Linked DNA regions of Zea mays: region 2 is linked to region 1. A link is a contact called in public Hi-C data. All regions are on one chromosome and are shown on one strand. The core of a region is the stretch at or near the end of the contact, and the rest is flanking DNA. Distances in the headings are between cores, read along the strand shown. Region 1 holds the start of LOC100278915. Region 2 holds the start of LOC100285960 (DNA repair helicase UVH6).

Evidence for each region. Hi-C and Micro-C count contacts between places; a contact is called where the count stands out from the background.
Region 2: a Hi-C map of ear shows a contact between it and region 1, with 3 times the contacts expected there. The contact joins the promoter of LOC100285960 here to the promoter of LOC100278915 in region 1. A contact is called at or near these places in 8 of 25 Hi-C or Micro-C datasets (bundle sheath, ear, endosperm and 3 more).

What each region holds. Positions count from the first base shown.
Region 1 is chr10:91,057,663-91,061,059 of Zm-B73-REFERENCE-NAM-5.0, forward strand. LOC100278915 reads right to left here and starts at 1,303. Exons shown (of 12, transcript NM_001354468.1): 1 at 798-1,303. The coding sequence starts at 1,085.
Region 2 is chr10:91,195,615-91,198,793 of Zm-B73-REFERENCE-NAM-5.0, forward strand. It overlaps LOC100285960 (DNA repair helicase UVH6), which reads left to right and starts at 1,803. Exons shown (of 11, transcript NM_001158849.2): 1 at 1,803-2,851; 2 at 2,995-3,077; 3 at 3,173-3,179. The coding sequence starts at 2,028.

The sequences.
Region 1 (3,397 bases), core at 53-2,552:
TTGCCCTACCGCCATTCAAAATTTAGGAAAAAACACAAACCATTTTTTAAAGTACAGTAAACAATTAGATAGTACTGTATCGAATTATTAGGCCATGTGCAGTGAACACTGATAGGCAATGTGCAGGTAAACAATACTAATGCTTACAACCCAATAGGTTGCTGAAGCATCAGTTATGCCCTGCGCCTCAAGCCAGCTCGATGGAACGGGGGGCGGCTGTGCCCAGCGTGGTGGTGGTGGTGGTGCCTTGTCCGGCGTCTCCGATCTGACGGAGATGATTTAGCTCCATGGCGGCGCACGAGATGAAACGCTCAGGCCACGTAAACGAGAGATGAAACCTGCAGAACGGCTTGAGGGGCAAAAGTGTCTCGTACGGCACAAAATACAAGAGATTGTATTAGATAAGGAAGAGAATACACTAAATGGCATCTTAATCAATTATACGATCTTTATAATCCCATTTATGCTAGCTAATTGTTTGGAATGGCATTATTGCAAAGCACACTGTTTGTAGTCCCAAAAATACAATTGTCTCAAGCATTGTCCCTTGCATCATAATCAAGCAGTTATGTCCAAATAAAGTATCCCACCTAATGAATATGAAGACCCCTCAACAGAGAAATTTGCAGAACCTCATACAAGCGCATCAGCCGCCAAATACTAACTATCAAAGCTACTAATGCAAGGGCCAATAGAGCAATCAATTGCAAGCAAAGACAACGGTCAGGTGCAGTCCCCAGCACCCGAACAGAAGGGGGGCAATCCCCACACAGACCAGAAGAACCACCCACACGCACCTTGGTCGCAACGTCAACGGGGTAACCCTCCTCCGCGGCCGTCATCTCCATATTCCCTTCCTTCTCCGCTTCCCGCTCTCCCCCCTCCTCCTCCTCATCGTCACCCGCACCCCCATCGTGGTAGATGGACGAGACCGCGCGCAGGACGTCGGGGGGCAGCGGCAGGTTGCGGGAAAGCAGGTTGAGCGCGCCGATGAGCGTCCTGGCCTGCTCAACAGCGCCGCCCGCCTCCTCCACAGCGGGGGGCGTCACCGCCAGGGCCGCCGCAGCGTCCACGGACGCCGCCATCGCTAGGGTTTCGCCTCCGCGGGGTGAGACGGCGTCGGCGCTTTCCCCGGCGGGTTCGAATCGACGCGCGGCAATGGTCCGCCGTTTGTTTGTGGGGGCGTTTTCGCGCCGGCCTTGTGTCAGGGGAAGCCGAAGCTTCCGATCGATCGGGGCCGGGGAGGCGGACGCCGCGGATGTCTGGCCTGCGCAGCGGACTGGGTGGGGAAATTTAGTGATTTCCTTTTATTATTACTACACTATTATTATTGTTTCGGGCCTCGGTGTGTATATTGGGTCGGGTTGAGTGTGGACGGGTGTGTGTATCGAATTCGGCGGTTGGGTGTGGATCCGCTGGTGTGCAGTTGGTATGAGCCTCGTACGATACTCCATATTTTTAGGCTATCCGCAGTCATATAACTCTAAAATATTACCTTAAAAATGTTATATCCTTATCAATAAAATTTTTTAGTTGATATTATAATTATTTGTAGTCATATTTATTTCATATCTCAACCCTATATCAAATAAACCCTACACACGTAATTACCACACCGCGAAAAAAAAATACAGAGCGAGCACTTAAACGCACACCCTCAACTTCAGAAATTTGAGGCTAACCAACAGACCATACATATCTTATTATTTAGAAAAATAAACAATAATTATACTTGAATAAATATCTTAATACATATTTATATGATATATAAAAACCGTAGCAAAGCACGGACAACCGGCTAGTATTATATTATTATTTTCAAATCTCTTTTTGTACACGTCCTGCTGCATGTTGCTCACTACATTGGATAGGGTGGCTTCCGTACGTATGCTGAATGTGTCGTTTGTGAGCGTAAAATGGAGTACTACATCCAGTTGTCTACTGCAGCTGAATTTTTACTCTATCTCAAATCGTGTAGTGCATAGAGTCCGTGACTGCGAACAGCCTTACGTTGTGTGTTTAGCGTGTGTAGTATTTGAGTTCAGATGCTACAACTTGTATAGGAAGGATGAGGCAATCAAAAAAATATTTTCACTCTATCTTATAATCTTCCCCACTCATATTTCTCTATATATTTCATCTATATCAACTACGGTAAATTATATTCACTCTTATCTAACTTCTATATTTTTATCTATATAACACAGGATTTGATATGGATAAGACTGCTACCAGAATGATATGCACCCGCTATATTTGGCGATAGTACATGCGGAAGTATATAAAGAGTTGTAAACGACTGCACACAATTCTGTACTCTTTGTATCGGTGTTTACCGAAAGGTTTCTTGTATCCAATGCAAATAGTCTCATCGGGGAGGCTGACCTGTATAACAATCTGACCAAACTCCGCCCATTTATGACATGGATTGGGAAGTAAATGACTTAAGTATGTTTAGTCCTCTGGTTTGTCTAAGTAAATTCAGCCTGGTCACTTTTATCAAGTGTTAGGTTATATAGAAGTATGTATATACCTGTTATATGATTTGGTTTGTGATGTTTATGTTTCCCCACCTCCCCCTTGTGAGAGTTTGCATTTCATATCTGTTGGTCACTCGTTCTCAAATGTTGTGAATCAAGAAAAAGGCAACACAATTATTAGTTATTAGGGATATTCGTCTTCCGAAGCATTATTTTTCTGAGGATATAATGTTCATCAGACGAAAGTCATGAAGGACACACCTTCTTCATTTAATGTGTGGACAATAATGCAAAGAGATGAAAGTAGTAACTGAATCTCGTTAATCCACTCATATCTGTATTCTTTAAACTATGCACAAATATTGACAAAATTCATATTACATTAATACATTTGGCTTGCTCGAAGGTGAAGGCGCGAGAGAGTGATTACGATCCTGCGTGAACAATATGTTGTTACTGTTCATCTATTTATAGGCACGGGACGCGGCCCGGGTGAAATTGCATTCATGACCCTCAACATTCATCTACAGACAACTTAGATTACTAAGGTCTATCTGGTCTTTTCTTTTTCTGCTTGACTTTAACCGAAGTTGATGGTAGCTTCGACTATATGTGTACATTTGGGCCGGGTCTGATGGGCCGGCCCGAAGCACAAAAAAAAACACGGCCCAGGCACGGCACGACACGAAATATTTTAGTGTCGGACCGGCACGGCACGATACATCGGGCCGGGTTGGGTCGAGGTCGCGGCCCATGGGCGGGCACGAGCACGACCCGTTTAAGGCAGGCACGAAATGGCCCATATAGAGGCACCACTACAGGAAACGACTAAATTTTCGTGGGCCGTGCTATTTTCGTCGGCCGACCCACGAAAATAACAATGTATTTTCGTGGGCCAGCGTGACCGACGAATATGT
Region 2 (3,179 bases), core at 553-3,052, 140 kb after region 1:
ATCCCTCACACGCCACTGCCTCGCCCTCTGCCTAGAGTCTGTCGCCCCTCCCCTCCCTCACGCCAGTGCTGGCTCCTCCTCTCCCCTCCCAAAGACCGTAGCGTTAGCACGGGTATAGACTAGTAGAGAAAAATGAGTTTGCTCCATATAATAAAACATTTAGCATCCATTGATAGTTAGGCAACAATGTTTGGTTCCAGGCCATTATTAACCAGGCCAAATTTTGGTCACAGTTTGACTAAGCTTGACTTCAAATTAAAATCATACTATAGAACAAAACTTTCACTCATATGGTTTATTTGACTATACCTAAGCTATATAAATGAGCAATTTATTATCTGACCAAATTTTAATTTAGAGTCAAATATGGTCAAATACTGACCAAATTTTGGCTTGGCCACCTAAGGCTTTAAACCAAATAGAACTAACCAAAATACACTAAAATCTCTCTCTATATCTCTACTATATTAAAATATGAGTTTCAACAGTCGTTCTGCGTCATCTTTTTACAAATAACACATCACATCTACTTCAAATTAACCTGTTGCACGCCTGTCCCCTTAACGGCAGCCTGGCACGGGCTCGACGCCCGCAGACCGCAGCTCTGGCCCAGGCACGACACACCGGCCCGTTAGCCCGTCGGGCCATTTGGTTAAATCAGCATAAAATGTTAAAAAATAGTGTCGAAGGTGGGGTTTGAACCCACGCCTATTGGAAGAATGGCGGGAGACACTAGGTGAAATCGTCTAACCAGTAGAACATCATACTCAGATGTTTTCAATATTGAATATAAATTGTACATGTGTATATATGCTTTTTTGTAAAATTAAAAATATATAATCGTGTCGGGTCGAGGCTACGGCCCAAGCATGGCACAACACTCATGTCGGGCTGGCCTAGACACTATTAAATGGGTCGTGCCTCAGACTAGCCCACCAGACACGACACATTTGATCATCTGTACCTTCGCACGATAATGATAGTACTCGACTCAGTTGTCACCACCTCGTTCGTCATCCTACTTCTTTTCTCTCTCCCCTCATGCCTCCGCCTCCGTGCCACCCCATTCTCGGCGGAGGGTGTGGAAGCAGACGCCTCCTCCCCATATTCGTCTGACACCAGCCCCTACACCGACCCACGCAGTGGCTATTGCACATCCATGAGGACGTTTCATAGCATGCGCGCACCATTGTTTTCGCCGCTGTCGGAAGTCTCGCTCGTCTTTCTGGCCTTCGCCATGTTCTTCCTCCCCAACCTGCTCCCCCGCCCACGGTTGCAGCCGCGAGCCGACCGACGCTCGTCGACACGAATATGGGGTGTGTCGGTCTTGCTCTTGGCCTTTCTCCGTGCGTGTTGCCGAGGAGGACACAATATTGTTGTGAGCCGTCGCAATAAAAAATTGTAAGATCTCTGTACGAGCCCAACCCAGAAGGTTGTACTTTAAATTCTACTCTAGGGGTACAAGGCCTGTTTGGTTCAACTTTTCTGAGAATCTGAATGTGGGGAGAATCTGGATGTGTAGAGAATTTGAGTATCGTTGCGATTATGTGCAAAGAAAGATGAATTTGTCTATAGGGCTCAGGATCTAGAAATTGACGGATTCCTATTATTGCAACGACTCAACCGATTATGTGTTTATATTGATTTCAGATGGTTTTACCAAAATTAATTTTATAGAAGCTAGCTAAAAAGTTGAGCGTTTAACCGTCCACAATAATTTTTGGTGGACAGAAACCGAAAAAACTGAAACAAAGAGGGCTATGAGTGGCCTTCCCACCCTTTGTATCGTTCATTCGTAGCCCGTAGCTCGCAGCCGACTCTGTTCTCTGTACCAGCCCAACCCAGAAGCCTATACTCGTTACGATTACGAGCCCACCAGCATCTCCTCTGCACGGGGGCATTCCACCGAGCACCTCACGTGATCTCCACCCCGCGGCGGCGGCGCGAGCACCGTCTCCGCCTCTCCGCTCTCCGGCGAATCAAACCCCTCCGGCGTTGCCCCTCGGTTGCCTTTCCCCTCCGCCACAATGCGGTTTGACCTGGATGGCCTGCCCGTGCACTTCCCGTACGCGGCGATCTACCCGGAGCAGCACGCGTACATGGGGGAGCTCAAGCGCGCCCTCGACGCGCGCGGGCACGCGCTGCTCGAGATGCCCACGGGCACCGGCAAGACGGCGGCGCTCATCTCCCTCATCACCTCCTACTCCCTCGCCAACCCGGCCCGCCCGCTCCGCCTCATCTATTGCACCCGCACCGTGCACGAGATGGAGAAGACCCTCGCCGAGCTCCGCCTCCTCTTCGCCCACCTCCCGCCCGCGGCCTCCCGCTCCCTCCTCGCGCTCGGCCTCTCCTCCCGCAAGAACCTCTGCATCCACCCGCAGGCGTCCGCCGCCGCCGCCCGGGACTCCGTCGACACCGCCTGCCGCCGCCTTACGGCCTCCTGGGTCCGCGAGAAGGCCTCCTCCGACCCGGACTCCACCCCGCTGTGCGAGTTCTACGAGACGTTCGACCGGGCCGCTGCCGCCGGCGACCTCGCCTCCTTCATGCCGCCCGGGGTGTACACCCTGGCAGACCTCCGCGCGCTCGGAAGGGAGCGCCGGGTCTGCCCTTACTTCCTTGCCAGGCAGATGGTCAAGTACGCCAATGTTGTGGTGTACAGCTACCAGTACCTGCTCGACCCCAAGGTGGCCAGCATTGTGTCCAGGGAGATGCAGAAGGAGTGTGTGGTCGTGTTCGATGAGGCTCACAACATTGACAATGTCTGCATAGAGGCGCTGAGCGTCAGCATCCGCAAGCAGACGCTGGAAGGCGCAGAGCGAAATCTGCGGCGCATCTCGCAAGAGATCGACAGGTACCACTCCCAATTGTTGGATATACTTAAGCCAGCCACCAATAGCCACTGAACGATAGGTCCTGTTTCTTTAGAACTATTCATCTTCAACTTTGTGATGGATAGTTAAGCTTGCTTTGCCAACTGCTTTATCTGGTAGGAAGGTTCAAGGCCACCGATGCCAATAGGCTTCGTGCTGAATACAACAGACTGGTGGATGGACTGGCACAGCGAGGAAATCTACCAAGTAAGCACTGGCCTTTTGCCACCAGTACTGCATTTCGCACTGTCAGCTATAGCCTTCTGCATATAGCTCACAGTATTATGCTTCTTGTGATGAAGTATCGGA